2 separate regions of the Sus scrofa genome follow, and region 2 is linked to region 1. A link is a contact called in public promoter capture Hi-C data. All regions are on one chromosome and are shown on one strand. Each heading gives the region's core, a stretch centred on a gene start, on an enhancer-like site or on the middle of the called end of the contact. The rest is flanking DNA. Distances are from core to core; before and after follow the strand shown. Region 1 holds the start of SOWAHC (ankyrin repeat domain-containing protein SOWAHC). Region 2 has its middle 74 kb from the start of ARID5A.

The links. Promoter capture Hi-C pulls out the DNA fragments that hold promoters and counts their contacts.
Region 2: a promoter capture Hi-C map of liver shows a contact between it and region 1, with 7 times the contacts expected there. The contact joins the enhancer-like site here to the promoter of SOWAHC in region 1. A contact is called at or near these places in 2 of 5 promoter capture datasets (both in liver), 13 of 47 Hi-C or Micro-C datasets (alveolar macrophages, fetal liver, fetal skeletal muscle and 6 more) and 1 of 2 datasets of contacts at active chromatin or transcription factors (skeletal muscle).

The regions. Positions count from the first base shown.
Region 1 is chr3:46,545,909-46,548,574 of Sscrofa11.1, forward strand. SOWAHC (ankyrin repeat domain-containing protein SOWAHC) reads left to right here and starts at 1,318. Exons shown (of 2, transcript XM_021088390.1): 1 at 1,318-1,395; 2 at 1,536-2,666. The coding sequence starts at 1,318. SEPT10 (septin-10) reads right to left here and starts at 769. Exons shown (of 11, transcript XM_021087089.1): 1 at 650-769. The coding sequence starts at 676.
Region 2 is chr3:46,639,273-46,641,938 of Sscrofa11.1, forward strand. No RefSeq gene overlaps it. Among named protein-coding and RNA genes, the nearest start is that of ARID5A, 74 kb to the right of the region's middle. Within about 2 kb of position 1,344, at least 4 of the 83 cell types and tissues checked have an H3K27ac peak or open chromatin away from gene starts, as enhancers often do. A contact at or near this core is called in fetal liver and liver, where this site is marked.

The sequences.
Region 1 (2,666 bases), core at 68-2,567:
GCTTAAACCAGCAGTTTTCCAACTTTTTGGTCTCAGGCCGTAAAGAGCTTTTCTTTACACAGAATACAACCATGAGAGTTACAGCATCATAAGTTAAAATAAAACTTTCAAAATACACAGCCCTCAGAGTGGTGCGGTCCTTCCACAGCGCGTGGCATCTGGAAAACTCCATGCAATGAACGTAACTGGCTTACTCTGAAGCGGCATCGCCAGGCACTACTCTGGCACTGCCATGCCAGCCCCGGGCTAACTCTGAAATGAGGTCAGTGTACAAAGGAACGTAAAAGGTAGAGGACGCCGAACAAATTAGTCACACGTGCTCTCTTAACGCACAAGGGCGCCAGGCGGGAAAAAAAGGCTCCAATCCCAAGGAGGTCCACACCCGCTCTAACTGGGGCCAGGGAGGCCGAGCCCAGCGCGCAGGGTCAGGGGTCCACCCTGCTCTCGTCCGTCCGGGACCGTTACAGAAACCGTCCTCCTTGCAGACTCAACTTCGGGGACGACGGGAAGCCCCGCAAAGCCCCGGCCGCCGAGAGCCGGGAGGGGCCGGGGGGAGGGAGCGGTTCTGCCCCGCCGAGGCAGCCAGACCGCGGGCCAAGACAAGAGGGCGGGGGTCCAGGGGTGGGTGGGGTAGGCTTGGCGGACTCACCAGGTGCCGCGCCACCTCGGAGGCCATGGTCCGGGCGGGGCTGGGCGGGCGGAGGGCCAGGGAGGCGCGGCGGCAGCTCCCGGCGGAGCTAGGCGGCCGGCGGCAGAGGGACGCTAGGGGCGGGGCGGGAGGGGCCGGGAGGGGCGGGGTCCAGCGGCCCCAGTGACGCGAGGAGCTGACCGGATGGCGCGGGGGTGGGGCGAGGGGCGGGGCCCGGGAGGGGCGGGGAGGGGATGGCCGAAGCGGGTCTAGTGGCCTCAGGGACTCCGAGGGGCAAGGCCGGATGGCGCGGGGGGCGGGGCGAGGAGCGGGGCCCGGGAGGGAGAGGCGGGGCGGGGATGGCCGCAGACTGGTCCAGCGGCCTCAGTGATGCGGGGGGGCCGGGCGGAATGGCGCAGGGGACCGGGGAAAGGGGCGGAGCCCGGGATGGAGGGAGGAGAGGGGTCCAGTAGCTTCAGTGACGCGAGGGGCTGGGCGGGGTCCAGGAGGTGAGGGGAGGGGATCCGAGGGGAGAGGTCCAGTGGCCTCAGTGGGCTGGGGGCCGCGGCAGGCCACGCGCACGCGAAGTGGGCCTGTTACAGAAGAGCCCGGACATTTTAGAAGTTGACCAGTCAGTGCAGAGGAGGGGATGGAGCACACTCAGGACCTGAGGAAAAAGACCCGCAAAAATGCCGCCACGGTTCCTCATCGCCGAGGCAGGGCTTGAGCACAGATTGCGGCCCGCGCGGGGACCGGAAGTGGGCGGGGTCAGGGCGTGTTCCCTGGAAGGAACGGTCACTAAAACCCGCTCGGGAACCGGAAGCGGGTGGGCCGTGGCATGTGGGACTAGAGCACAGATCCCGGCCTCTTGGGGACGGACCGGGGCGGGGCCCGTCGGACTTGAGAGGCGGCCCGCGGGGACGGCCGGAAGTGGGCGGGGCCGGCAGGCGGAGGCGTGCCCGCGGGCGCGGCTTGGGGGCGGTGGCAGCTAGTCCGCCGCTGCGGGGCGCGCGAGGATTCTCAGGAGCAGCGGGCCGAGTTGGTGGTTAGCAAGCCAGGTACTCGGGCGGGGATGGAGAGCCCGGCGGAGTGCGGACCCCCGGCCCCGCCAGCCGAGCTGGAGCAACCCGTCGGAGGCGCCCTGGGCGGGACTCCCGAATTGCGCGCGGGCGCCCGCGGCCGTCTCAGGGAGCCGGGGTACGTGGATACCGACCCCTCAGACCCGGCGGACGGCATCCCGAGCGCGCCCCTCGGGAGGCGGCCCCGCGGGGGCCCCGCGGAGGAAGGCGGGAGGCCCGAGGCGCCGAGTGATGCGCCCCTTGGGCCGCGGCCGGGCCGCCCGGCGCCCCGGGACCCGGCGGCGGGAGGCTCACCGCAGCTGCGGCGCGGCCCGGGGGGCGCGGACGGCGGGACCGAGGAGGAGAGCGCGGGCGCGCTGACGCTGGACCCTCTGGAGCACGCGTGGATGCTGTCGGCCGCCGACGGTCGTTGGGACAGCCTGGAGGGGCTGCTGGCCTGTGAGCCCGGCCTGCTGGCCAAGCGCGACTTCATCACCGGCTTTACCTGCCTGCACTGGGCGGCCAAGCACGGCCGGCAGGAGCTGCTGGCCCTGCTAGTGCGCTTCGCGGGCCAGCACCGGCTGCCGGTGAACATCAACGCGCGCACGAGCTGTGGCTACACCGCACTGCACTTGGCGGCCATGCACGGGCACGTGGAGGTGGTGAAGCTGCTGGTCGGGGCCTACGACGCGGACGTAGACGTGCGCGACTACAGCGGCAGGAAGGCCTCGCAGTACCTGAGCCCGAGTACCGCCGAGGAGATCCGGACCCTGGTGGGCGCCCTGGACGAGGACGATGGCGAGAGCAACGTGGGCAGCGGGGGAGGGCGCTGGAGGCTCTCGAAGGTGCTGCCATCGCACCTCATCTCCGGCAGGCACTCCCACGCCCTGGAGGACAGCGGGGACCATCACCACCACCACCACCACCACCACCACCACCTGGCTGAGGGACCGGCTGCGGGCAAAGCAAAGGAGCCAAGT
Region 2 (2,666 bases), core at 94-2,593, 93 kb after region 1:
GCTGAGTAATATTCCATTGCGTATATGTACCACATCTTCTTTATCCACTCCTCTGTCGATGGACATTTAGGTTGCTTCCATGTCTTGGCTATTGTGAATAGAGCTACAATGAACATTGGAGTACATGTGTCTTTTTGAATTATATAGTTTTCTCTGGATATTTGCTCAGGAGTGGGATGGCTGGATGGTATAGCAACTCTGTTTTTAGTTTTTTAGGAAAGCCCCATACTGTTTTCCAAAGTGACTGCATCATTTTACATTCCCACCAACAGTGTAGGAGGGTTCCCTTTTCTCCACACCCTCTCCAGCATTTGTTATTTGTAGGCTTTTTAATGATGGCTATTCTGACGCTATGAGGCGGTACCTCATTGTTGTTTTGATTTGCATTTCTCTAATGATTAGTGATATTGAGCATCTTTTCATGTGCCTGTTGGCCATCTCTATGTCTTCTTTGGAGAAGTGTCTATTTAGGTCTTCTGCCCATTTTTTGATTGCTTTGTTGTTGTTATTGAATTGTCTGTGCTGTTTGCATATTTTGGAAATGAAGTCCTTGTTGGTCACATCATTTGAGGAGCTTTGTTTTTGTTTTTAGGGTTTTTTGTTTGTTTGTTTGTTCTGTTTTGTTTTTGGTCTTTTTAGGGCTGCACCCATGGCTTATGCGGGTTCTGAGGCTAGGGGTCGAATTGGAGCTATAGCCGCCAGCCTACACCACAGCCACAGCTGCAGCAATGTGGGATGTGAGCTGCATCTGTGACCTACACCACAGCTCACAGCAATGCCGGATCCTTAACCCACCGAGTGAGGCCAGGGATTGAAACTGAATCCTCATGGATCCTAGTCAGGTGTGTTAACCACTGAGGCACAACAGGAACTCCTGAGGAGCTTTAAAAAAAACTAGCAATGCCTGGGCTCTAAGCAAACTGAAACCAAATATCTTGGGGGAGGGGTGAGACCTAGATATCTGAGTCCTTTAAAAGCCCCACAGGTGAGTCTAACAAACATACTCTAACAATGAGATGAAGCAGTTCCCCCACTAAATTCAAGATCAGTAAGAATTTGACGTCCCAGATGTAAATTCTCAAGCCAGGGATCCAGACACTAACGAAAACTGTCATTGTCTAAAGTTCTGATGGGATGAAACCCGCCATTGAATCCAGCCTCTCTAGTTTTCAGAGGTGTGGCGAACGCCAAAGATGTTAAATTCTCACCAAGGTGACATGCTGCTCTTGTCCTCAGAACACTGGAGGCATTCCTCAATCTGGGACCCTGTAGTAGGAGACTGTGTCCCCTCTCCTTTGTTGTCACTAGAGGTGGCCTGTGCCCTTCTGGCCCTGGTGCCCTGCTTGCATTTGGTAAACACTGGCCAGGTCACATATGCTGGGGGAGGGCTGGTGCACAGGCAGTGAGCTTGCACGTCGGCTGCTCCCAAACAAAACAGGAGTGATCGCAATGCTGGACTAACTGCCTGAAATATTTGTTCATTTCATTACTAATACTTCTTCATGGAAGATTTTTGTGTGGAGACTGGAGGATATTAAAAAGGATGTTTTATCCTGCTGTGGAAATGGGTTCTTTTCCATCCTCATTTCAGCATTTTCGCTTGACTGCTACCTCCAAAAGAGGCAAACATTTCTTCAGTAGCTACAAGCTACCTTGTCAAGAAATCTACCCCTGGGGCTTGTGAAACAGGAAACATGGCATTTCTTTCCAAAGCACGGATGCAAAAGATTGTGCAGGGGCATGCTGGGGATTTGTAGTAACTGGGACCAGTAGGAGACCTCAGCAAAGATAAGTCACAGAATTGTCCCCAGAGGGCACCTTTTCTCACCCACTTAGTCCCAGAGATCAGGGTAGGATTGATGAGTCAGAGGGAGACCGGGATGGATCCCCCTCCACAGTGCTTTTCCCACAAACATCAATCACCTCTTTTTTATTCTCCACTTTTTCACTATGTGTTTTACTTCATTTATAAAATAGATTCTCTCCAGGCATGTGTTCTGAGCACCCACTGGTGGCCTGGATGCAGAAGCTGTGGGTTATCTAATAGTCTCGCAGTTCCCTTATGGTGCAGTGGGTTAAGGACCTGGTCTTGTCATGGTAGCAGCCTGGATTTGATCCCTGGCCCTCAGACTTTAGCCTGCCACAGGCACGGCCAAAAAACTCCCAACAAAATAAAACCAAGCGTCTCCTTGGCAGGCAGCTCCCTCCTGGCCCTGGTCAGGGGTGCCTGCCCTCAGCCCCTCTCCTGGGGCCAGTCTCTCATTACGTAGCGCACTCACACTTAAGAATGGAGTGCAAGAGTTCCTGCTGTGGCTCAGCAGAAACGAACCTGACATGAGAAAGCGGGTTCAATCCCTGACCTCGTGCAGTGGGTTAAAGGATCTAGTGTTGCTGTGAGCTGTGGTATAGGTCGCAGACATGGCTCTGATCCCACGTTGCTGTGGCCGTGACTGTGGCATGGGCCAGCAGATGCAGGCTCTCATTCAACCCCTAGCCTGGGAACTTCCACATGCCCTAGGGGGTCCAGGGACTGGAGTGAGGAAGAGAGAGTGGTGGATACGATTGTCGATCATTGACAGAAAAAAATGCACACCCTGAAAGTTGAGAGTTAAGTTTTATTTGGGGCAAAATTAGGACTTAAGCCCAGGAGACAGCATCTCAGGTAG